Linked DNA regions of Mus musculus: all the other regions are linked to region 2. Evidence: chromatin contacts called from public Micro-C and promoter capture Hi-C data. All regions are on one chromosome and are shown on one strand. The core of a region is the stretch at or near the end of the contact, and the rest is flanking DNA. Distances in the headings are between cores, read along the strand shown.

Region 1 (4,887 bases), core at 859-3,358, 610 kb before region 2:
TGCACTCAAAGTAATAAAACAAGTCTATACAGGAGCCCAGTGAGATGTGCACTCCTACTTAAGGGTACTGTTTGGTGAAAAGTACTATCTACTTCTCTAGATACAACATGGTTACCTGTAACCCCTTCTAGGGAGCTGAAGATAGGGTAGGGAGTGGAGGGTCTTTCTTGGAACTGACTTTTCTAATCTCACTACTCCTTTCTCAGCTGGCTGTTGAGTTCGCCTAAAGACATCCCTGGATCAAGCCTTTCTCTCAGGCCCCCAAACTCAGAAATCCTCCTTCACACAACCTATTCGGTTGCTATTAACATACGGTTTCTAAGCCACAAAGAGAGTCTGCGTGGAGGAGAAAGAAAGAACGAGAGGGCTTGTGTGTGTGTGTGTGTGTGTGTGTGTATGTCCCGTGACTGATCAATTCGGGTTCTCACTTAAGAGTCTGTTTAAACACCGGTCGCTGCTTCGTGTCACTGAGCCACGCACGGAAACTCTTGGATACACCAAGCAATGACAAAAAATTGGGAGTTGAAGCTACATCTGCAGCAGCTTCAGGTTCTTATCAAAACAAAAGCAGTGGCACATGTCAGGCGGCCCACATGAGCCAGAGGAGGGAGTGTGTGTTGGGGCGGGGAGGTGGCGGTGGAGGCGACAAACTGAAGCTGGAGTTGAACTTGTCTAACCCCCCTCTCCCAACTCCCACCGCCTAGCTCTTGGTGCTCGAAAGGAAAACCAGGGGCGTCCGGGACCCCGCTATCTCCCACTCCTTTCCCCACGCTCCGCTCGACTACTCCCTCGCAGGTCTCCTGGGGGCGGAGACGCCGAGTTCCCCGGGGACCGGAGTTTAGTCACCAAGAAGAGGCGGTGACAGAGCGTGGCTCTCGTCGCACACTCCCAGGCCTAGGCGGCGCGGGACGCGAGGCCGCCGCTCAGGACACCCGTGCCCCAACGCTCCCCGGCCCCGTCCTCCCGGCCGGTGAAGTAACCCCTTTGCCCCCAACGCGGAGCGAGCCTCCACTCCCGCCCCGTCCCCACCTCAGCCCCGGCAGCCTCCCACTACCAAACGTCAGAAGCCACGCGCGACCGCGAAAAACCCAGTCCGGGGCCAGCCCGCTTCCTGCCCTCGGGCTCGGAGAATCCCTCTCCGGGCTGAGGCACCGGGGCGGCGCGCGGGCTGACCCGGCGGGGATCCCGGAACCGGCGGCCGAGCGCGTGCGGCCACGGCGGGGAGGGGCGAGGCGGGGAGTTTCCGCCCGCCCGGGCGAGCGCGGCGGCTCCGAGCGGTCGCCGGCCTCCGCGGGCCCCGCCGCCAGCCGCCCCACGCGGTCACGGCGCGCGGGGGATGGGCGGCCCGGCCACCCGTCACGAGCCCCGGGAGAGAAAGAGGAGACAGACAGACAAAAGGGCGCGGGGGCGGCTGTCCCCGCTGCGCGGCCGGCCTTACTCGTAGTGGCGGAAGATCTCGTTGGTGACTTTACAGTAGAAAACTTCCTCGTCCGGCCGCAGGTCCCCCGGCGGCTTCTGCCTCACGAAAGGCTTTCGGTGAAGCAGCGGCATCTCCCGGCTGCGCGCGTCCGCCCGCGCCCCTAGCAAATTGGAGGGAAAGGAGAAAGCCGGTAAGGTCGGGGAGCGCCGGGGCGGCTCGGCTGCCTTTTGTGTGACAGACGAGTCCGGTCCTCCCCGCCGCCGGGGTGCCCAGTCTGTCGGGCGGCCGCGGCCCCGGCGCGCCCCGCGGGCGCCTCACAATGGGGCGGACGCCCGGCGGCGGGCGGTGCGGCGGCTCCCCCCCCCACCCCCCAGCGCCGCTCCGGGCCGCCGCACCACCGGTCCCGGGACTCGCAACGTGCTCGACGCATCCCCGGGGCTAGGCGGCCACGGAGCCCGGGCGCCGCCGCGCTTTGTTCCCGGTTCCCCGGGACGCCGGCTGGCGAGCCCCTCACCTGCGAGCACTTGCCCGCCGCCGCACCTTCCCACGAGGAACGCCGCGAGGTCCCGGCCCGCCCCGCCCCGGAGTCTCTCCCGGCCGCCGCCGCTCCCGCTGCCACTGCCGGGCTCCGCGCGGGGATCGCGTCCCGCCGGCACTTCCCCGCCTCTCCGCGCTCCCGGGAAGTTTCTGAGCTACTTTCGGCTCTGAAGGAGGAAGAGCTGTGGGGAGGAGCTTTTCGCTTCTCGCTTCTACCTTTTTATTGGCTACTGGATGACTTTTACAGCCTGTCACTGATACAGGAAGAGAGGGCGAAGAGCCTGGGAGAGCTACATTATTAATTAATGGAGCAACCCCTCGTGAGGAATCAGAAGCATCCTCCATGTTTGAGATTATCGGCCAGAAGATCTGGGGAAAGCGCTAGTGTTCCTTAAACACATGGCAGACAAAGTAAAGTCTTCATCTTTTCCAATGGGCCACCAGCGCCCAGCTATTGAGTTGAAAAGGGGATTCCGGCTCCGATTTAAATTGCGTTTTGAAGAAAGGAAGAATAAGAAACGAAATCGCTAAAACCCTCAAAGTATTTTGCATGCGTAATCATCCATCTTGAAAGAAAGAACTTTTTTTGACACCAGTCCTTCTTGATACTTAAAACAATTCAAAGAGTTTGATAGCTCAGGAAAAGACAAAAGTTTGAAATGTCATCTCACTTATATGATCCCCCTACATATTTAAAACTAAACCCAGAATTTTTAAAAAGTATAAGTAACTTATAATCTACAAGTAACTTAAGGTCAATTTTCAGTTCAATTAGAGTCCTAACGATGTTAAATTTACTACCGAGATGTCTCATTAAACAATTTTCCCATATCAGTAATTTTCACAAATGAAACCAAATTTAATTCTTATAAGACTTGGGACTTTTGAATTGAAAAGGATATTCTAAGTTAGAAGTCATTCAGAATGTTCACCAACTTTTAATAATTTTTGCCATCACTCTATTTGCTTATTTGCAAATTAACATGTAAGAATGAGTCTAAAAGTATAACTGAGGAATAGTCTTCCAGTAAAATGTTACTTTTTTTCCTAATTACTAATGCTGTGAAATGATTTTAAAAACTGGGATCTTCTATAACTATTTGTATGTGGGTGGTGGTGTTTAAGACTATTTACCAGTTATGAACTTCTCAAACTACTATGATTATAGAACGAGTAAAATAATACTTGGTGAAAGTCTGTTCTATGGCACTAAAAAGCAGTTAATAGTGTGTGTGCATACACATTTCTGCATGAGCATAGCCACAGAAGCTTACAAGTCTCCCAGTGGCAAGTATATACGTAAGACTGTATGCTTTTCAGAGAAGTACACAGTACACACTTAAAGACTTGGTGTTTTGAAAATTGACCTCCAAATTTCTGAGTTCGAGGCCAGCCTGGTCTACAGAGTGAGTTCCAGGACAGCCAGGGCTATACAGAGAAACCCTGTCCCGAAAAACAAACAAACAAAAAACTTTTAAAAAATTGACCTCCAAATAATATACAGAATAATAGTAAGAATTCTCTAGGAAGTAGTTATTAATAGCACCTACAACAGTCCCCTAAACAAGGGGCAAGAAGAAAATTTAATTTACAAGGTGAGTGTTGTGTGTGCGTGCATGAGAGAGAGACAGAGAGATAGAGACAGAGAGAGAGAGATAGGTGAACCCAGGGGCCTAAGCATGCTAAGCCCCTAGCCTGAGGTCTGTATTAGCACAGTATGCATATAATCCAAAAGTTAAAATAAGTGGGAATCTAGAAAGGGATTAAACTCTCTGAATACTTCTAGTTTTCAACTTACTATTTGCTACATTTTAAAAATTGTTAAATTATCGAAAATCGAGATAGGCAGGCAAATGGCTCTGTGGATTAAGACACTTGTCACCAAACCTGACTACCTAGGTTCCATTTCCAGAACCCACATAGGGGAAAGAGAGAACCCACTCCCATAGATTGTCCTTTGATCTCCTCTTTTGTGTGCCCCCCCACTCCAATAAGTAAATATGATTTTAAATTTTTCTTTAAAAATTTAAAAGCAAGTGTTTATTTTCTTATTATAAATACAAATATTGACTATTTAGATTATTTTATTATGCTCCCAAAATTAAGATTTTATTCTTTTACCTATCAAATAAATACTATCAAAATCGATTTTTCTGTTCTCATACTCAATTTTCAGTATACTTATGTTCTGGGTTTTATGTATAGTTTATTTAATTTGTGACTGTTAGAAGGTGTTATGTAAGCTTAGAAAACTAAAATTATCATGTACAAAAGTTTGTTTTCTTGGGGTCATTAGGATAAGAATGGCCCCCATAGGCTCAGATATTTGAATGCTGAGTCACCAAGGAGTGAAATTCTTTGAAAAGATTAGACCGATTAGGAGGCGTGACCCTGTTGGAGGAAGTGTGCCACTGGAGGTGTGCTTTAAGGTTTGAAAAGCCCTGGTAAGGTCCAGGCTCTCTCTCATCCTCTGCCTGTGGATCAGGACACATCTTTCATCTATAGTCAGACCTCAGAGGTCTAGAGCCACTGTTCTCATATCAGACTGAGGGCCTCCCATGTGAAGAACAGCGCAGAGCTTAGGTGTGTTCTAGACCTCTGCTGCCCAGGAGAATCACCTGTGAGTGTTTAGAAAATACTGATGCAGATTGTTTTTTGGTTGGTTGGTTGATTGGTTGATTGGGTTTTTTTTGTTTTTGTTTTTGTTTTTTTGTTTGTTTTTTTGAGACAGCGTTTCTTTGTCTAACAGAGTCATGGCTGTCCTGGAACTCGCTCTGTAGAAACGTCTGGCCTCAAATTCACAGAGATCCAACTGCCTCTGCTTCCAGGGTGCTGGACATAAAGGGGAGAGCTACCACAGCAGGCTGATTCAAAATGTTATCCAGCCTCTTCTCGTTAGAATTAGGAAGTATAAGATGTTAGTAAATGTG
Region 2 (4,473 bases), core at 476-2,975:
GGGAGGTTCGCACCGAGTCCTATGTTACCGGAATTTTAAAGTCTTTATTTTTTAACTGAAGGAGTGACTTTCAGCTGGCAGGGTCAGGTCTCCCTGTCAAGGATCTGGGGAATGTCCACAACCGCACAAGTCTATCCTAGGGAAAGCTGCCACATTTAACCTTAGCCTTGTGTGTGTGTGTGTGTGTGTGTGTGTGTGTGTGTGTGTGTGATATTCTTTTTATTTTTATTTCTAATCACCAGAGTCATGTATACTTTTTGCAGGTCACTTAAAAGATCTAAAAACTGAAGTCAGCAAAAACTATTAAAATTCTTACTAAGCGGATGCGCATCACAACGTTTCCATCCCGAGCGCTTCCGGTGTCGCATGCATTTCATTCCTTCCTCACTGAGCTCTGCAGTGCACACATGCACCTTCCCATCCTGGGGCCTAGTGTCATGATGTACTCTGAGTTCCGTCTGATGCTGATGGCTAACTCATCATCTGCAGTAGAGGTGAGTTCCTCGACGTAATCTCAGCGTATTTACAATCACCAACAATACTGTGACAAAGAGTTTTCTTTATCCATATTTTCTAGAAAGTTGTTAATTAAGAATGAAAAAAAAATGTGGTATTGTTTTCCAGGAAGGTTGTCATTGAAGAGGGTGGGGGAGCAGCACTGGAGCTGGTGGAAAACACGAGCCAATATGCTTTGCTTCAGGAAAAAGCCTCGTGGGCAAGGGGTAGGATGAGATGAATTTGAGTGAGAAGTCAGCCCCGAGGTCACTGACATGTTGGAAATGACCAGCTCAGGAAACCAAGCTTATTAACCTACTTAGCACTTTAGCATTTTAATGATTCGGGATAGGAATTTTGATTGTAAAATCTCACACTTACTGTACGCCGCTCGCTCCACACTGTTTAATGGAAAGCATCATAACTGCTGAGCTTAATCCAGTCCTTAAAGTACAGCAGGACAGAAAACCAGAGGATCCAGGGTATTTGGTTAAGTATTATATTGTGAAACTTTATTGTGTGTGCATGCGCGCATGCCTGCTTAAGCATAACCTGATGCATAGCCAGAGATAAACAGACCTTCATGTCTCTTTCCTTAAATACTGTCCTCCATGTGAAATTACTTCACTGATGATGGGACTCAGCCTGCATTCCACTTTAACTGAGTCTGCTTTTAGTTCTGTTTATCGAGGAGCTCCGAGCACGGGTCTTTCCCTTTCCTCTTCTCACATTGCATGGGTTTTGTTATAAAGGCTGATACGGTACCTCTGTCGAATAGGGCTAATTATTTCACCGTTCAATCAGTACTACAAACCTACAAATCTCTTCAGGTTCTTAACTACAACAACGAAGTGCCCAGCTGGTGGCAAGGGGCCCAGAGGACAATCTGTTGAGTTGGTGTACTGCACATCTTTTGCAGAGTGTCTCTTGTCATGTAGAGGGAAGCAGGTGTAATGCCGATTCCACCAGCATTTCTCACTCAATCTCCTCCATGCTAAACAGGCCAGTTAGGCATTAAGTCATGTCTCTGGGTAGCTTAAGTGGAAAGTGTGAACAGAGAAACCACTTTATGTGAGGACAGTCGAAAATTAGATCCCTTCCCCTCCCCACTCCTCTTCCCCAAGGGAGGGGACACTTATCAGCCAAGAGCTCGGCGCCTGAACCGTGCAGCGTCCTGAGCTCCAGAGGTTTGCCAGCACGCACGATCTGCGGCGCCGAGAGCTCTTCTCCCCAGATGAATTCTCATAGTATCACAGAAGCGCGCAGTCCCGATCGATACTGGATGGCAGACGTGCTCCCGCCGTCAAGTGTAGGCACAGGGCGGTGGATTTAGCTGCCCTGCAGTTCGCTCGCAGCTTCTCATCAGCTCAGTACTGGCGGAGGGACGTTAACCCGTTCCCGCGCGGATTCCCGCCCTGTCGCGGTGGCCGTCCCTCCTCTGACCTCCCGAGGCGGCCGAGCCTTTCAGAGCGACGCCCAGGCGTGGGCCTGGTCAGTTCTCGGCGCGTGGCGGGCTGGTGGCTCTGGCTCCCTAGCGCGAGGTCCCCGGAGGCTGCACTGGGCGCCCCAAGCCCCTTCGTGCCCGCTCGTCTTCCCGCGTCTCTGTCGGGGCGCCCGGCCGGGTGGAGGCCCCGCCCCGGGACCCGCTCCCACTCCTGATTGGCCGGCACAGCCCGAGGGGCCCGGCCCGACCCGGCCCGGCGTCTCAGCTATAAAGCGGGCGGCCGCATGCCCGGCTCCGTCCAGCCCTCCTAGCTCCGGGGCTCGCCCGGGCACCCGACCCACCATGCCGAGGGGCTTCCTGGTGAAGCGAACCAAGCGCTCCGGCAGCTCCTACCGCGCGCGCCCGGTGGAGCCGCTTTTCCCTCCTCCGGGTCCCCTCGCGGCGCAATCCTCACCGGAGGAGCCCGGTCGGGGACTTTTGGGGTCCCCCTGCCTCGCACCTCCGCAGGACGACGCCGAGTGGGGCGCGGGTGGCGGCGACGGCCCCGGCCCCAGCCCCGCGAGGCCGGCGGGCCCCGAGCTGCGCCGCGCGTTCCTGGAGCGCTGCCTGCGCTCTCCGGTCTCTGCGGAGTCCTTCCCCAGCGCCACCGCCTTCTGCTCCGCGGCGCCCGCGGCCGTGACCTCCGGGGAGGAGTTGGTACCGCCGCAGGTCCCTGTATCCGTTCCAATTCCCGTCCCCGGGCCCGCCCCGCATGGCCTCCAGCGCCGCGGTAAGGGTGCCCCAGTCTGCGCCTCAGCGCCGGCAGCCGTCAGGAAACCTAAGGCGGTGAGAAGGCTGAGCTTCGCAGATGAGGTGACCACGTCCCCGGTGCTGGGTCTGAAGATCAAAGAGGAGGAGCCCGGGGCTCCGGCACGGGCTCTGGGCGGCGTCCGCACCCCGCTGGGGGAGTTCATCTGCCAGCTGTGCAAGCACCAGTACGCGGACCCCTTCGCTCTGGCTCAGCACCGCTGCTCCCGCATCGTGCGCGTCGAGTACCGCTGTCCCGAGTGCGACAAGGTCTTCAGCTGCCCCGCGAACCTCGCCTCCCACCGCCGCTGGCACAAGCCACGTCCCACGCCTGCCTGCGCCGCGAGTAAACCTCCCCACGCGCCTCTGACCCCTCCGGACCCTTCCCTGGCGACGGGCAAGGAGAACGGCCGCGTGCCGCGGACCGACGATCAGCACCCGCAGGCTCCGGACAGCTCCGGAGACGGTCAGCACCGGGACAGCGCCGCGCGCCCGGGCCTACAGGCTCTAGTGTACCCGGAGGCCGCACGACCCCAGGCTCCCTACCCCGAGGTGATTCTAGGGCGCCACGGGCCGGGGTCGAGCGGTGCCAGCGCAGGAGCGACGTCCGAGGTCTTCGTGTGCCCGTATTGTCACAAAAAGTTCCGTCGCCAAGCCTATCTGCGCAAGCACCTGGGCACCCATGAGACGGGCTCGGCCCGTGCACCAACTCCGGGTTTTGGCTCGGAGCGCACGGCCCCACTCACCTTTGCGTGCCCGCTTTGCGGGGCGCACTTCCCGTCCGCGGACATTCGAGAGAAGCACCGGCTATGGCACGCTGTCCGCGAGGAGCTGCTACTGCCCGCCTTGGTCGGGGCACCTTCGGAAGCAGGCCCCGGAGGGGCATCCGATGGTAGCGCTCAGCAGATTTTCTCCTGCAAGTACTGCCCGTCCACTTTTTTTAGCTCCCCCGGCTTGACCCGGCACATCAATAAGTGCCACCCCTCCGAAAGCCGGCAAGTGCTGCTGCTGCAGATGCCACTGAGGCCTGGCTGTTGAGGACCGAGGCCTGTCGAGATTTCGAGAATGGCTTGGAGAAAACATACGGGAACTCCTGTGGGACTCTCTTCATCTTGCAATTTCCAGTTTCCTTCCCATACCTTCCCTCTTAAAACTCTCAGTCATGGTGCCTGAGGAGAGGGCAACAAGATGTAAAACCCCCTCTCTAGAGCAGGTATGTATTTGGCATAAAAATTCACGGTCAACGCTGACAGCTTCAAGTCCTCACTCCCACTACAATGAGATTTCCCCTTCCTTAAAACGCTGGAGACCCCAATGGATTCCCTTGGGTTTGTAGTTCCTATGGAAAATCGCAGTGAACGCCTGCAAGTCTGTCTACACAAGATTCTACCTAAAGTGGTAGTCACCAACGTTTTTGTTTTTGTTTTTGTTTTTCTTTTGCCACCACAGGCACTTAAGTCGTTTCTGTCTCAATAGGGTCAGACTTTTTTTTTTTTTTTTGTCTTGTATATTCTGTGAATCAAGCTTTGTGACTGATGTCAAACCTGAAGGGAGGGAAGACCCACACCCGCGTGGATGGACAGGAAATCTGAGGCTGTTGCTGTCTGGTGTGATAATGTCCCTGGGACTTTATTTCCTTAACTGAATGTATGTCCCTTCTTTTAAGCTAGGCTTTGGAGGCAGGGCAGGTGTTGCTTACTGAGAAGGAGTTGGTGAAGTTCACTACTTCACGTGCTGCGTTAGGAGGA
Region 3 (4,638 bases), core at 427-2,926, 740 kb before region 2:
TCGTCCAAGCCATTTACTTGCCACTCATGTTTAATACCTAAAACGGAAAAGAAAAACACACCTCATTAACCTTATAACTAAGAAAGAGTAAAAAAAAAAATTTTTTTTTTTTGTACAGAACAGTCGATGTTGGTACCTGTAAATTTCTTTTTAATGGCATCTTTAGAGCTAGCATAAATCATCTTGCTTTTTAACGGTGCACTTTCAGGAGCCCTACGGGGGAGAAAATGTTGAATTTCAAAAGAAAAACAAAGGCAAAAACTGACTCTGATAATAATAATCCTTGCACTTTTAGAAGTACTTTTTTTCTTTTGTTTTTACACACCAGAATATAAATACTAGGTCTTCTTTCTTAGACTCTTTTGTTTCGTACGTGGCATCGTACAAAGCATATCGGCAATCATTCAGAGGCAACAACTTCACAAAAGATGTGTAGGGGTCCTCTACAGTGTCACCAATGTCACCCACCAAGATCTGCTTGGCTTCCTCTACAATTATTTGTCTTTTGTCATCGCTCAAACAGAAGAGAACTGCTTTCTTTCTTTTTTTGATCTCCTCCTGTGTAGAAGATTTTCTTACTTTCATATCATTAAAAACTTTGATGACTTCATCATTCACTGTAACTCCAGATGCCTGAAAACAAACAAAGGGTGGGAATTTAGAATAAGGATTTCGGTTTTAACCAAAATCATAGACTTCAGTCTGGCCAGAGTATTAAAAAACTGCACCAAACAACGTAAGCAGTCCTATTAGGTCTGTCAATTTTAAATATCAGAAGAAGATACGGGTAAAATGTCTAACTCATACTGCTCATTCATCCTTCTTAAAGGAGTACGGAGAGAACCGCTAACGGGAGGTGGGAAGGGACAAATACAGTTGAGCCATGCCTGAAATGTTTCCTATTTCACTGGGTGATGTCAGAGCTTCAGGAGCAGCAGCAAAAATACCTTCTGTATTGTGTCAACTCTGCAGGCCTTAAAAAAAAACACTCCAGGATTTCAGTTAACGCTTCTACTATTTTTTTTTTCTTTCTTTAAAGCCGTCTTAGCCACGGCTGCTTCCACATAAGGAAAGAGAATCAAGTGTAAACTCCAACCCGCTGCGGCTACAGCGATTACGCCCCACCGCCCATTGGCAGCCGCTTTGAAACTAACAGATCCCGTGAAAAGGCTCCCTACGGCGAGAAAAGCGTTTTAAAATAGGTTTCTACCTGTTCAATCTCCTCGGAACGGCGTTATGGCCGGCCTCCTAGACCCTCACCCAGAGGCTGCTGGCCACGTACCAACCTTACAGCGCGCGAGTTAAAAACCTTAAGCCGCGCAGGGCAGAGCAACACGCGGGGGCCCTGGCCCAAGGAGCGACCCTCTCGCGCCGGGCCTGCGCCGGGCCCTCCCGCCTCGGGACTCGGAGCGGCCGCAGGGCCTCGAGCCCTCGGCCCGCAGCGCCGAAGCGCCCACCGCACAGGCCCAGGCAGGGTTAAGATGGCGGCCGCGCGGGGATCCGCGCCGCGCCCAGCATTCCCCCGCCGGCGCGCCCACCTTACCATAGTGCCCGCGGCTGAAGTGGCTGCGGCGGCGGTGGCTCGGACTCCGGCTCGGTGGCACTGGGACGAGAAGAAGGAGGGGTCGGCGGCGGGCAGCAGAGAGTGCAGGGCACGCCGGGAGCTGCAGCCGGGCGGGCGGGCGGCGGGCTGGAGGGCCGCAGGGCGGGCGGGGCGGGGGCGGTCACGTGGTCAGGCCCCGCCCCCGCCGCTGTCCTCCGCCTGACCCCGGAGCTCCAGAACCGCTAGCAGAACCACGCGCAGCGGCGGCGGGAGCCCCGATGCTGACAGGGATGGTCGTAGCGACCAATCCGGGTTCAACGCTCGAGCGGTTCGCGGGCTCCTGGCGCTGCTCTGGGGGGTTGTGACGTGAGGAAACGGGGTGTGGTGGTCGGGTAGAGAGCTCTTTGCTTCATTCACTTGCGCTTTCCACGGAAAGGGTCCGGATTGTAACCTTTCGGGACCCCTTTGGAAAGCCCCGACTTTGAATGAATCGTTAAGATCTTATTCTTCTTTGTGTGTTTGAATTGAGACAGGATCTCGTTTGGAGTCTTTTGCGGGTCTCTTGATTCATGAAGTAACTGCAGATGACCTTGAACGGATCCCGCCTCCATCCTGCAGGTGTTGGGATTACAGGCAAGCACCACCTCCCTGGGTTTAGACCCCTCTTATTACTAAAAGGAGAACGAACACTATAAATATTACCTTAGTGATTGAAGTACTAAGCAAAGGCAGAATGAGAAGCAGGAATGTTGGCTTATACCTGGAATTCTGCAAGAAGAGGGTGAGGTCACAAAAAGTCTCTGGAGATACCTTGGACAGAATTATAATCCAAGTAAAACCAGAAACTGCTCAAGTTACGTTTCTTTTCCCCTGTAAATGGGATGTATTGAGATTACTAGAAAAATAAATGTTTATATGTGGAGAGAAAAGGGCCTGACACATTTGATTTGGTAATTGTGTTGAAATCGTGTGTGTGTGTGTGTGTGTGTGTGAGAGAGAGAGAGAGAGAGTGTGTGTGTGTGTGTGTGTGTGTGTGTGTGTGTGTGTGTGAATAGGTGTGCTGTGGGAGTCATTTCTCCTCTACCGTGTGGGCCCTGGGAATTAAACTTAAGTCATCGAGCTTGGTGGTACCCTATCCCCATGTCAGGCAGCACACAGGCAGTCGTCACCTGTGAGCTCAGCTCCATGGACCCTGACTCCCTCTCCTAACCTTCACAAACACCTGCACATGTGCACACACATAAAAAATAAATGTAAAAAATCCTTTTGTTTTTACTCAGTGTACATGTAGGTGTATCTGTGTGAAGGTCTGCTATGTGTGTGTGGGTGCCCTTAGTAGCCAGAAGATGTTTGATCACTGGAGCTAGAGTTGCAAGAGTGGCAGACCATTGTGAGCTGCCTGAGCTGCCTGTTGTGGGTGCTCCGGTCCACTCTACTTTCTCAGGCCCACAGATTTATTATTATACATAAGTACACTGTAGCTGACTTCAGACACACCAGAAGAGGGCATCAGATATCCTTATAGGTGGTTGTGAGCCACCTTGTAGTTGCTGGGATTTAAACTCAGGACCTTTGGAAGAGCAGTCAGTGTTCTTAACTACTGAGCCATCTCTCCAGCCCTAGTTTGTTCTTAAGAGTGAGTGCTTCTTGAGCATGGAGAAAGGATTGTGGGAGGGGGTGACTTGGAGGTGGGCAATGAGCAGAATGTAAAGTGAATAAGTAAAAAAATAAATAGTAAAATAAAAAAAAAATTGCCGGGCAGTGGTGGCGCATGCCTTTAATCCCAGCACTGGGGAGGCAGAGGCAGGCGGATTTCTGAGTTCGAGGCCAGCCTGGTCTACAGAGTGAGTTCCACGACAGCCAGGGCTATACAGGAATTCACTCAAAAAAAAAAAACAAACAAACAAACAAAAACAAAAAAATTGGAGCTGAGACAAAAGGATGGACCATCTAGAGACTGCCATATCCAGGGATCCATCCCATAATCAGCCTCCAAACGCTGACACCATTGCATACACTAGCAAGATTGTGCGGATAGGACCCTGATATAGCTGTCTCTAGTGAGACTACGCCAGGGCCTAGCAAACACATAAGTGGATGCTCACAGTCAGCTATTGGATGGATCACAGGACCCCCAATGGAGGAGCTAGAGAAAATACCCAAGGAGCTAAAGGGATCTGCAACCCTATAGGTGGAACAACATTATGAACTAACCAGTACCCGGGAGCTCTTGACTCTAGCTGCATATGTATCAAAAGATGGCCTAGTCAGCCATCACTGGAAAGAGAGGCCCATTGGACTTGCAAACTTTATATGCCCTAGTACAGGGGAACGCCAGGGCCAAAAAGTGGGAGTGGGTGGGTAGGGGGTGGGGGGAGGGTATGGGGGACTTTTGGGATAGCATTGGAAATGTAAATGAGGAAAATACCTAATTAAAAAAAAAAGAGTGCTTGCTTTTAGGAATTGTATAATGAAGTCCCATGTAGGACAGCTGGCATCAACTAAACAAGCCAAGAGTAGAAACCTGCTATTCTGGTAAAGCCTATTGCTGACCCAATGTAACTTGTCCTTTCAATATTTATTTATTTATTTGTCTATTTGTCTATTTATCTATTTATCTATTTATCTATTTATCTATTTATTTATTTATTTATTTATTTATTTATTTATTTGAGACAGGGTCTCACTATATGTGTAGGACTGACTGGCCTGAATTTGCTATGCAGACCAGGTTAGCCTACAGAGATCTGCCTGCCTCTGTGTCCTGAGTTCTGGGATTAAAGGTGTGCTGGCCTATTTTATTAGTAGTTAACATTATGACTTACACATCTCACGTGTCGTTATCATCTCCCTCTGCCTTCTGCCTTTGCTGTGCTGAAGCTGTTTGCCTCGTGTGGTCTATTTGCCAGTTATTGGTATTATTTCCCGAGGTATTGGAGTCCTTTTTAGAGAATCATTGCCTAGACCTATATCTTGAAATACTTTTCCTGTATTTTCCTCTAGCAGTCTCAAAGTTTGGAGTCTCACACGAAGGTTTTAGATCCATCTTAAATTTGTGGGTCCATGTAGAGTGAGACCATTCTCCTTTTTTTTTT
Region 4 (4,674 bases), core at 855-3,354, 800 kb before region 2:
ACAGAGTGAGTTCCAGGACAGCCAGGGCTACACAGAGAAACCCTGTCTTGGAAAAAAACAAAAAAGCATCTGGCTGCTACTCTCAGGTCCCCGGTGAGGAGTCTCTATCCACACCACAGGACTTTTAAAGACACCTTAGAGAAACTTACATCCCATGCTCTTGGGTGTGCCTGTCTTTCTTTCCAAGAGAGTGGCTCTTTCCTAACCCTCATGCTTAAGCCTGAATTAAATAGCTTTATTAAACCCCAACCTTGGCCTGCAAGATGGCTAGGTAAGTGAAGTGCTTGCTAACAACCGGAGTTCAATCCCAGAACCCACATACAAGTAGGAGAGAGCTGGGTCTGCGAAGTTGTTCTCTGCAATGGAACACATATGACAGAAAAGCAGAACAGACGGGACTATCTGGAGGAAGGAAACAGATCAGCAGTAGTATGTGCCCCTCTGTGACACTAACTCTTTAAAACTGCTTCAGGGGCTGCTGAGATGACTTCAGGAGTTAGGGCACACTGCTCTTACAGACCTGAATTCAGCTCCCAGCATCCACACAGATTGCTCTCAAAACCACCTGTGACACCAGCCTCTGGGGTCTGACACTGTCTGACCTCTACAGAACTTGTTTGTACACAGTTGCACCTACCCACCACACAGACAAAGAATCTCTTACCAACAACAATATCCTGCACGGTTACCATCTATCCTGAATCCACTAACACCTGCATCTCTCACATTTTCTAGGATGGATAAGTAGCCGCAAAATAGAAAACAAAAGGAAAACTAGGCTAGGAGGCATGCACCACATCCACACTTGGGAGGCAGGAAAAAAATTGCTTTGTACAAGGAAACTTGTTTCAAACCAAGTTTCTGGACAAGTGTGAGCTGCTGAGTGATAAAATGGTGACAATGAAACTTTGCTTAGTGGCAGTCATACATTAGTAACAGTGCACCTGTACAAGGCTCTACATGCAATGCTATCTTTCACTAAGACAAATGGAGTGCTGCTGGGGGGATGCAGTGGGAGCGAGAAATGAGACCTTTGAACAAGGGGCAGGAAGCGGGGAGGGGGGAGAGTGGTCAAAGGATACAAACTTTCAGTTTTAAGTTCTGGATACTTAATGTACAGTGGAGTGACTAATAATAATGGATACTTGAAACTCTGCTGAGAGCAGACCAAGTGCTCTCCTCAAAAAAGAAAATGAAGGTACCTGAGTAAGGTCCCGAGTGAGGTCTGTGTTCATTAACTTGACAATGGTAATTATTTCACAACCTCTACACGCATCAAAATATCACGCTGTACATCTTTATATAAATTATTATTTTGTAAGTCATACCTTAACATGAGCTAGAGATGGGAGACAATATCGAGAGAATCCTGAAAAGGATGGGGATTGAGGAATATACTAGAAAAAGTAAAGATACTGAAAGCGACCCGTTCTTTAAAAATCTTTTAGGGCAAAACTGAGATTTGCTGATTGCAAAAAAATCATTACAAAAGAGTAAATTTAGACCAAATCCATACCATTCAGCAGAGAAAGGAGAAACGAGGTTCCAGAAAGCCACAGAAAGATTTTGACGGTACCACCGGGAAGGTCTGAAAATGGGTTTCGTGGCCCAGAGAGTCAAGGATGGGGGCGTTCCAACCCGGCCACCCCACCTGCAGCGGGGCCTGGGAAAAGCAAGCTCAGCACAGGGTTGGATCGCCCACCTAGGGCGAGAAAGCGGCCACGGGACCAGCGGAACCGAGAAGCGCCCGACCCCAGGGACGAAGGGCTGCAGAAGGGCGGGGCGCGCGTCGCGGAGGTCGGGAGGGCGACCCAGGGCGGCAGCGCAGCCTGGACCCCTTCTCGGGCCACGGCGGGGGAGGGACCGAGGGTCGAGACCACAGAAGACACAACTTACTCCGCGGTCTTCCTCCGAGAGGAAGTCGGGGCCGTCATCCAGGCCTTCCTGTGGGGTCGGCGGGCCCAGCACACCGAAGGGGAGGCAGGGAAAGGGGGAGACACAAAGAGAGACATTAGCGCCCAGCCCGCGCCGTCCCCGCGCCCGCCGCCCCCACCGCGCGCCCCGAGTTCGGCGCCGCCGTGAACACCCACCATCATGGCTGCTTCGAGTCCAGGGCTCGCGCAGTCGCACAAGCAAGGCCACGAACCTAGTCGGCCGCGCGGGTGGGGCGGAGGGCGGAGCCGAGCGCCAGCCCCGCCCCCCGCCCGCTCTAGGAGGGGGAGCAGTCCCTGAAGGGGAAAGGACGCAGGGTCCTTTGCTCCAGGTAAGAGGGAGGGTTGGCCCAGAGCGATAGTCGCTGCTCACTGCTGGCGAGCTCAGGCTTGGGAAGGCCCCAGGGCCACCCGGAGAACGGTCCACGTCTCTTGCCCCCGAGGGCCCCTAAAAAACTGTACCAGTACTCCCAGGAAGTCACAGTAAATATTCTTGTCTTTGTATTGAGTTACATGATGATTAATCACCATTAATACCATATTGCCTGTGGAAGTTTCAGGAGCCAAAAGCCTTCACACAATAAGCAGACAGGGGCTATAATCAAGCTTTTACTGCTGGGGAAGTAATAACTACCTCAGTTTGGGGTGCTAATGACCGAGCACTATAAAAACAGAGCCGTTCTCATTACAAGAGTATTCCTTGCCTGTATACTAAGAAACAATCGCCAGACCTGATCTAACTGTCCAGCTGAGTAGCAGGAAAGGAGCATCCACAGATGCTTCAAGAAAATAATCCCTTGGGCCAGCATGTTGGTTTAGCAGTGAGGAAAAGTACTTGCTGCTAAGCCTAGAGGCCTGAGTTCAAGCCCCAGGACTGACCCACAAGGTAGAATGGTACTGCAGATTGTCCTTTCACACACACAAAACCAATAAATAAATAAATTTTATAAAAATAATCATTTCTAACTTACCACACTTCACTTCTACAAAGGATCACTCAAGCAAAGCTGTGTCTCCACTTTTATTTATTTATTTATTTATTTATTTATTTAGAGACAGGGTTTCTCTGTATAGGCCTGGCTGTCCTGGAACTCACTCTGTAGACCAGGCTGGCTTCTGACTCAGAAATCTGCCTGCCTCTGCCTCTGCCTCCCAAGTGCTGGGATTAAAGGCGTGTGCCACCACCGCCCGGACTATTGTGTCTCCACTTAATGACATCATCACTCTCAAGGTCCAAGCCTGGTTTCGACTTGTCCTCTTCAGATCCTTCATCTCCTCATGCCTCACATCCAAACAAATACCACCGTGTCTGCAATTGACTCATTTTCTCCACCTCCCTTCCTACACATATACATGTAAATAACGATCTGCTGGTGTGAATCTTCTCTCCACCCCTGGCCTTACTAGCATCTCAGCCTTCCTGGCTCTGACAATGACACCCTAATTTCAGCCAAGAAGCAGTTACAGAGAGATTCCATTGCCCTTTATCATCAACAAAAAGTCTGAAATGACCAAAGTGCACATGCTGGCCAGCCTCCAGGCTCTCAGCATCTCAAATATCTACTACAGGGCCCATGATGGCAGCCCAGCTCCTCTTAGCTCTTCTCACCCTGCCCCTACCCTAAACGTCTCCAGCTCACAGGCTTCCCCTCCCCAGTGCATTCCGACCATGTTCTCTCTCTCTCTCTCTCTCTCTCTCTCTCTCTCTCTCTCTATGTAAGTACACTGTAGCTGTCTTCAGACACTGCAGAAGAGGGCGTCAGATCTCCTTACAGATGGTTGTGAGCCACCATGTGGTTTCTGGGATTTGAACTCAGGACCTTCGGAAGAGCGTTCGGTGCTCTTAACCACTGAGCCATCTCTCCAGCCCCCTATGTGATCTCTTGGTCCCCTCTCTCTTGTCTCTCTTTTCCTTCCCTCTTTCACTCTCCCCACCCCCCTTTCTCCTTTCATGCCCTGGTCCAGTCTGCTGCTCCTGTAAATTCTACTTTCTCTCCTTGCTCTGGATTCTTCCAATTGATTGTACCCTCTCTTGTATCTATAATAAGAACTTCCTCTCAACCATGGTCTTAGAGAGACCATTGAATTTACTTTAAGGGTTTTTTAGGGGGCTGGAGAGATGGTTCAGTGGTTAAGGGTACTAACTGCTCTTTCAGGGGTCCTGAGTTCAATTCCCAGCCACCACATGGTGGCTCACAACCATCTGTAATGGGATCTAATCTCTTCTTCTGACGTGTCTTCTGGTGTGTCTGAAGAGAGCAACAGTGTGCTCACATAAAATAAATACATAAGTAAATCTTTTTTTTTTAAGGGTTCTTTGGAAAGTTGATTAGATGGTGTTTTGCTGGGGAAAACACATGAATGAAGGTTTTGTTAAAGTGAACACAGTTGAAAGGCTAAGGCAGACTTGTGAAGGAATGTTTGTCTGAAGCAGACACAGGAGAAGAGGATGTGCCGCTAAAGCAAGCACGTGACAGGACACGTGATGAAAGATTCTTTGCTAACACGCATGTATTGGTCCGCCTTACATTGCATAGTTGAGCTGCATTTGTTGGGACGACATAGAGAGAAATGCACCAAAAAACTTCTGGTGGTGTGTTACGGTTTGTTGCTGCTTCCAAGGACTCAGGCTGATTGGATGCCCATGCTGAGGCAAAAGCCAGGCTGAGGTAAGGTACGTGGAGGAGATGTGATGTTTGGAGGGTATAAATAGGACTCTACTGAATGACGGAAACAGAGCTTG
Region 5 (4,673 bases), core at 1,059-3,558, 940 kb after region 2:
CCACCGGCGGGCGCCGCACCTCGCCGGCCGCGCCGACCGCGCCTCCGGTGCTTAGCCCGCGGCCCCGCGGCGGGGCGGCCTCACTTACTGGCGGGGAAGCGCGGGTCTGGGTTGGCGCCGTACCATCCGGGGCCCGAAGCGCTGTTCCGCATGGTGTCCTGGTAAGGCGGCAGCTCGCTCATGTTGCCCAGGTTGCCGTTGCAGTAGCCCCCCACGGCGGAGTGCGAGAGCTGGGGCACCCCCGCCGCCGTCATGTGGTAGGCGGCGGTGACGGCGCCGTGGTGCCCCACGGCGTGCTGCTGCATGGCCGCGGCCGGTGGGGCCGCCTGGCCCTGTCTGTACGCTGCGAGCGGAGCCCCGAGGCCGCCGCCCTCCATGCCCACTTTCTTGTAGCTTTCCTCCAGGGGACTCAAGATGTCAGACACTGAGAACGGAGTCGTGTGCTTTGGACTCATCGACATGATTCGGCGTCGGCTGGAGGAGGAAGGAAGAGGAGGAAAAAAAAAAGGGAGAGGGGGAAGGCGAAGCCTCGCTACTTTTTTTTTCTCCCTTTGCCAAATATTCTGGTGTTACCTTAACGCCGATCTTGTTGGATGTACACGTAACGGAGTGGACCGAGTCCGCCTTAATTGGCTTGAGTGGAGGCTCGGGGGCTGCCTCGCGTTTGTTTTAGCCCGGCGCCAGGTTTTAGGCAGCCACCAGAGGCGGGGCATAAGCGCTAAAGCAACAAGACAATAGAAGCCTACATCTTGCCCGAGATAATTAGCTTACATGCTGATGACAAGGTAAACACCTTTAAGCTTCACTTGTCAAGATTTTTAGGTCTCAAAGAGAGAAAGAAGGAGAGAGGGAGAGAGAGAGAGAGAGAGAGAGAGAGAGAGAGAGAGAGAGAGAGAGAGAACCAAAGCATTACTTTCCCCCTCCCTTGGACACCCCCACCCCCATTTTTGTGGGGTGCCTGTGGCGCGCGAGGAAAAGGCGGGGGGGGGGGAAGGAGGAGGGAACCGAGAGCGGGAGGGCCAGAGGTGGGGTAGAGAATAACCTAAGGGGAGGGATGGAAAGGAGAACGGAAGGTGAATACTGCTTTGCAACCAACTTGGGGAGTTACAAAGTGGAACCGCGGTCCAATTTGGTCGGGGTTCCGAGGTCAGGGGCTGGCCTTTGGGGGAGAAGGGGGCTGAGGAGCAGGGAGCGGGATTTCACCTGAGCCTGCCGGGGCTGCTCCTCCCTCCCGCTGCGGCCTCCCAGCCCCGCGCCTTCCCACCGCCTCCGGACCACATCGGGCTTCGCTGCGCTGAGCCCCAGTCACCACCAAAAGAGTGTGCGAGTCTGGGGATGAACCCTGGGGCTGCACTGTTGGTCTATGTGTCTGTCAGTCTGTCTGCTTCTTCTGCCGCCGCCGTCAGAGGGACACCTCTGCTCCCCGCCCCCTTTCCCCTTACCCGAGAGAATCCCAGCGGGCGGAGGGGGAGCTGAGTAAGGGAACGACTGCCTCCGGGAGGCTGTCACCGATCCCCGCGCCACCCCCCACCAAGCTCCTGGCTCCCTAGCGGACCAGCCCCCCCAGCCCACCCCACCCCGCCGCTCCCTTTCTCCACCCCTTTTGCCGGCCCAGGCAAGTACACCGCTGGCCCTCTGAGCTACGAGGCTAAGGGTGCGGGGGATTAACAGGAGAGTCCACCACGGAAGTTGCCCCATCTCGAACAAACCTGGTGCCCCTGACCCTTGCCCATGGCCTGGATACTTCGGCTTCAGAAGCTGATGCTGTCTTTCCGAGGACATCCCAGTCCCAGCACCCCAGCTCAGATCCCCGCAGTTTTCCCTTCCGATGCTTCAGTGAAAGCCCGGGCGGGGAGCCGCGTGAGCGCCCGCAGATCCGTTGCAGAGTGGAACTGAGTCTGAACCCGGGTGGAACTCGTTGTCCGGGAGGAGGCGAATATCTCGACGCCCGCAGCCCAGCGGGCGGGAGGCTGGGCTGAGGCTCGCCTCCTCCCGGAGCTCAGCCATGCAAAAGTGCACTTGCTTCCCCGGGAATAACCAAATATCTTTGTCTAAAGTGGCGGCGTAAATGGCCGGTCGCTTTGTGGCCACGCTGGATATTAGTAGATGAGGATCATTCTGCTTCAATTGGGCGCCTCTCATCCGGCTAGGAAGAAACTGCTTAGGAGGAAGTGGGTTTCCTGTCTGAGCGTTCCCAGGCTTCAAGTGTGAGCCCCGCGCCTTGAGGGTCCTTGGGCGCCTGGCAAGGGGGAGCTGTGGGCTGTGCTCCCTAGCGGGCCCGGGGGCGTCAGCCTCATTGCTGTTACCAGGTCAGGATCAGCAGCTAAGTGGGTTACCCAGCCAAGCCCTGCATGGCACAGATTTGGAGACCACCTCCGTTTTTTTTTTTTTCTCCTTGGAATTTAAGCGTTTTCGTTATTGTTTGTTTTTGTTTTGGCTTTGCTTGTCTGCTGTTCGAGCTTTCTTGGAGCGCTAGAGGCTGGGAGGGCGGAGTGCTTCCTGGCCCGGCAGGTGCCTCCTAGACACTTCGGCGGCCAGTCAAGGAGGCTTCTTGATTTTGGTTTTTGTTTTCACATTTTCTTTCCCCTCCTTGTAGTGAGGGAGCTCCCGATAATGAACAAGCAGTTTTGAACTACTTAATTCAGCAGGGTAGGCTCCTTTCCATTAATAGCAATTATAGTATGGAAAGTTGTTTTATTTGCTTTTTAAGATCTCTCCTTGAAGAGTGCTCTCTACTCCCTCAACACAAAGCCGACGACTAAACTAACATTAGCTTTCCTCACCACCTACCTCCATCGTGAAGGGAAGGAAGGCTCTGGGCATCAGCGGGCCTCCCATCTGGGCCCGCATTTTCGAACCGCCCCCGAGGTGGCTTTGAAGCAGGGAACCCCGACTTTAAGCGGCCAGGTGCGTTGTGTCTCTGTAGCTAAGGACAAGTGGAAAGCAGAGCTCTGCGCTCTCCTTTCCCAGGGACTTCTCTGGGGGGCGCTCTCAAGATGAGCTACAGCACTTTGGTCTACAGTGTCGAGAGTGCAGGGAGGGGAAGCCACGCTAGATCAAGTGAACGGCAGAAAGGGCAGGCAAAGCATAATGCAGACCTAGTCTGAAGGCGCGACCCAGATCTGCTAGCATTGGGAACGGGATCGTCTTAGGAAGTCCCTGGTCCTCCGTCTCCATTTAACCCCGTTATTTTATAATTGTTGGTGGTCATAGGAACACCAAGGGTAGAGTGTCATTTGTCTCTCCCGGTTTTAGTGCCACTTACAGAAGGAGGTAATTCTTCAGAAGGTTTTTTGGTGAGATTTAAGCAAAATCAGGCACATCAAAACACGCCCAAAGCTTTGAGGGAAGAAAATTAAGCTCACTAACAAGGTCGATATTTCTGTGTCTGTGGTTAATATCAAATCCATTGCTTCTTCGGGGGGCCTGTTAGTCTGGAGTGAAAGGTTTGTTCAATCTTCTACAGTCTCTGAGCCGTGCAGCCCGGACCTTCAAAAACACCAGCAGGTGGCCAGTTTGGGAGAATGTACACAAGCTGCATCTTAGCCCTACTGTAACTAGGGGCCCCCATCCCCAGCCGCACAGCACTAGGTGAGGGGCTGAGCTTCAGTCAGAGTTCGAGGGGAGTGATGCCTGGCAACCCCCATGCTTTACCCTGAAGGGGAGGGGAACTGGACTGAGCTTCAAACTTCTCCTGCTGGCACCAATGCCAACAGCTCCCATCTAGAACTGGGGGTGAGGGGCTCTGTTGCACTCTGTGACTTGAACCAAATGAACTTCCCATACTTCTGCCCCTTCATAAACATCCACCATTCTGGATTATTTCCCATGAGCACTGACATCCACAAGAGTAAGCCAGAATTCTCAAGAGCCTTTGGGGGCCTGGGGGGGGTGTTGGGTGGGTGGGTGGGGAGCCACCTATTTATCTCTGAACTCATCCATGCAAAGATCTTGAGAATTCTCACCAGGTTAGTCTTTCTGACTAGAGAGCATGCTGCCTCTCTGACTCATCTTGAACAGGACCCACTCGGGTTAAACCAGAGATATTTTTTTCCCCTCTTGTAGCTGTGGATTAATTCTTAAAAACCTAGTCCACCCCTCATGGCTGGTGCCTCCTGCGCTGTCAGTAGACTGGCCTTGTGGCTAGCAGGACAGAGCTCAGCCCTCATAAGGTTATTCCCTGGTTCAGCCCCAAGGGTCCTCTTTAATCTCACTAGTTAGGAATCAAAGGGCTGCAGAGACTCAGGCTTCACCAGAAGAAGAGCAGAGTAACCATTAGTCTTTGCAGCAGTGTAGCAGAGGGACACTTCCTTCTTCCCCTCCAGTGTCTCTTTGAAAGCTCACTGGTAGAACGCTAGAGAGAGGATGTCCAAACCAGATCTACCACTTGCCACCTACACCTCAGCTTGCTTACTTCCAACTCCCATGAAACCCTTCACATCTGCCAAGGGCACTAGATGTGCTTCTTCTAATGCTGCAAAGTTCAAAATGTTATCTTACAATTCATGATTCACTTAGCAACTACTCTTGGAACCCATGCTGTATCCGATATTTGGTAGGCTAGGTCAGAGTATTTAGCCATTAACGACCTATCTATGGCCGGTCTCCACCTGAAGCTTCCATATTAGCACTAGATCACTGCAGTGATGTATAATTACTTTGTAACAAGCATT

Evidence for each region. Promoter capture Hi-C pulls out the DNA fragments that hold promoters and counts their contacts. Hi-C and Micro-C count contacts between places; a contact is called where the count stands out from the background.
Region 1: a contact with region 2 is called in a promoter capture Hi-C map of embryonic stem cells. The contact joins the promoter of Baz1a here to the promoter of Insm2 in region 2. A contact is called at or near these places in 2 of 39 promoter capture datasets (embryonic stem cells and liver) and 1 of 9 other capture datasets (embryonic stem cells).
Region 3: a contact with region 2 is called in a promoter capture Hi-C map of embryonic stem cells, with 4 times the contacts expected there. The contact joins the promoter of Cfl2 here to the promoter of Insm2 in region 2. A contact is called at or near these places in 2 of 39 promoter capture datasets (cranial neural crest and embryonic stem cells).
Region 4: a promoter capture Hi-C map of liver shows a contact between it and region 2, with 2.7 times the contacts expected there. The contact joins the promoter of Snx6 here to the promoter of Insm2 in region 2. A contact is called at or near these places in 4 of 39 promoter capture datasets (cranial neural crest, liver and second pharyngeal arch cranial neural crest).
Region 5: a Micro-C map of embryonic stem cells shows a contact between it and region 2, with 7 times the contacts expected there. The contact joins the promoter of Nkx2-1 here to the promoter of Insm2 in region 2. A contact is called at or near these places in 5 of 39 promoter capture datasets (cranial neural crest, embryonic stem cells, hippocampal neurons and 2 more), 5 of 484 Hi-C or Micro-C datasets (all in embryonic stem cells) and 1 of 115 datasets of contacts at active chromatin or transcription factors (embryonic stem cells).

What each region holds. Positions count from the first base shown.
Region 1 is chr12:54,984,228-54,989,114 of GRCm38.p6, forward strand. Baz1a (bromodomain adjacent to zinc finger domain 1A) reads right to left here and starts at 2,109. Exons shown (of 27, transcript NM_013815.2): 1 at 1,935-2,109; 2 at 1,439-1,580. The coding sequence starts at 1,551. Gm51983 (a long non-coding RNA gene) reads left to right here. Exons shown (of 3, transcript XR_003950194.1): 3 at 1-422.
Region 2 is chr12:55,597,192-55,601,664 of GRCm38.p6, forward strand. Insm2 (insulinoma-associated 2) reads left to right here and starts at 1,726. Exons shown (of 1, transcript NM_020287.2): 1 at 1,726-4,473. The coding sequence starts at 2,282. The coding sequence ends at 3,763.
Region 3 is chr12:54,861,201-54,865,838 of GRCm38.p6, forward strand. Cfl2 (cofilin 2, muscle) reads right to left here and starts at 1,677. Exons shown (of 4, transcript NM_007688.2): 1 at 1,544-1,677; 2 at 326-633; 3 at 137-213; 4 at 1-37. The coding sequence starts at 1,546.
Region 4 is chr12:54,793,558-54,798,231 of GRCm38.p6, forward strand. Snx6 (sorting nexin 6) reads right to left here and starts at 2,105. Exons shown (of 14, transcript NM_026998.3): 1 at 2,091-2,105; 2 at 1,897-1,944. The coding sequence starts at 2,096.
Region 5 is chr12:56,534,600-56,539,272 of GRCm38.p6, forward strand. Nkx2-1 (NK2 homeobox 1) reads right to left here and starts at 2,309. Exons shown (of 3, transcript NM_009385.3): 1 at 1,710-2,309; 2 at 89-474. The coding sequence starts at 461. It overlaps Gm26973 (a long non-coding RNA gene), which reads left to right and starts at 2,591. Exons shown (of 6, transcript XR_872771.2): 1 at 2,591-2,907.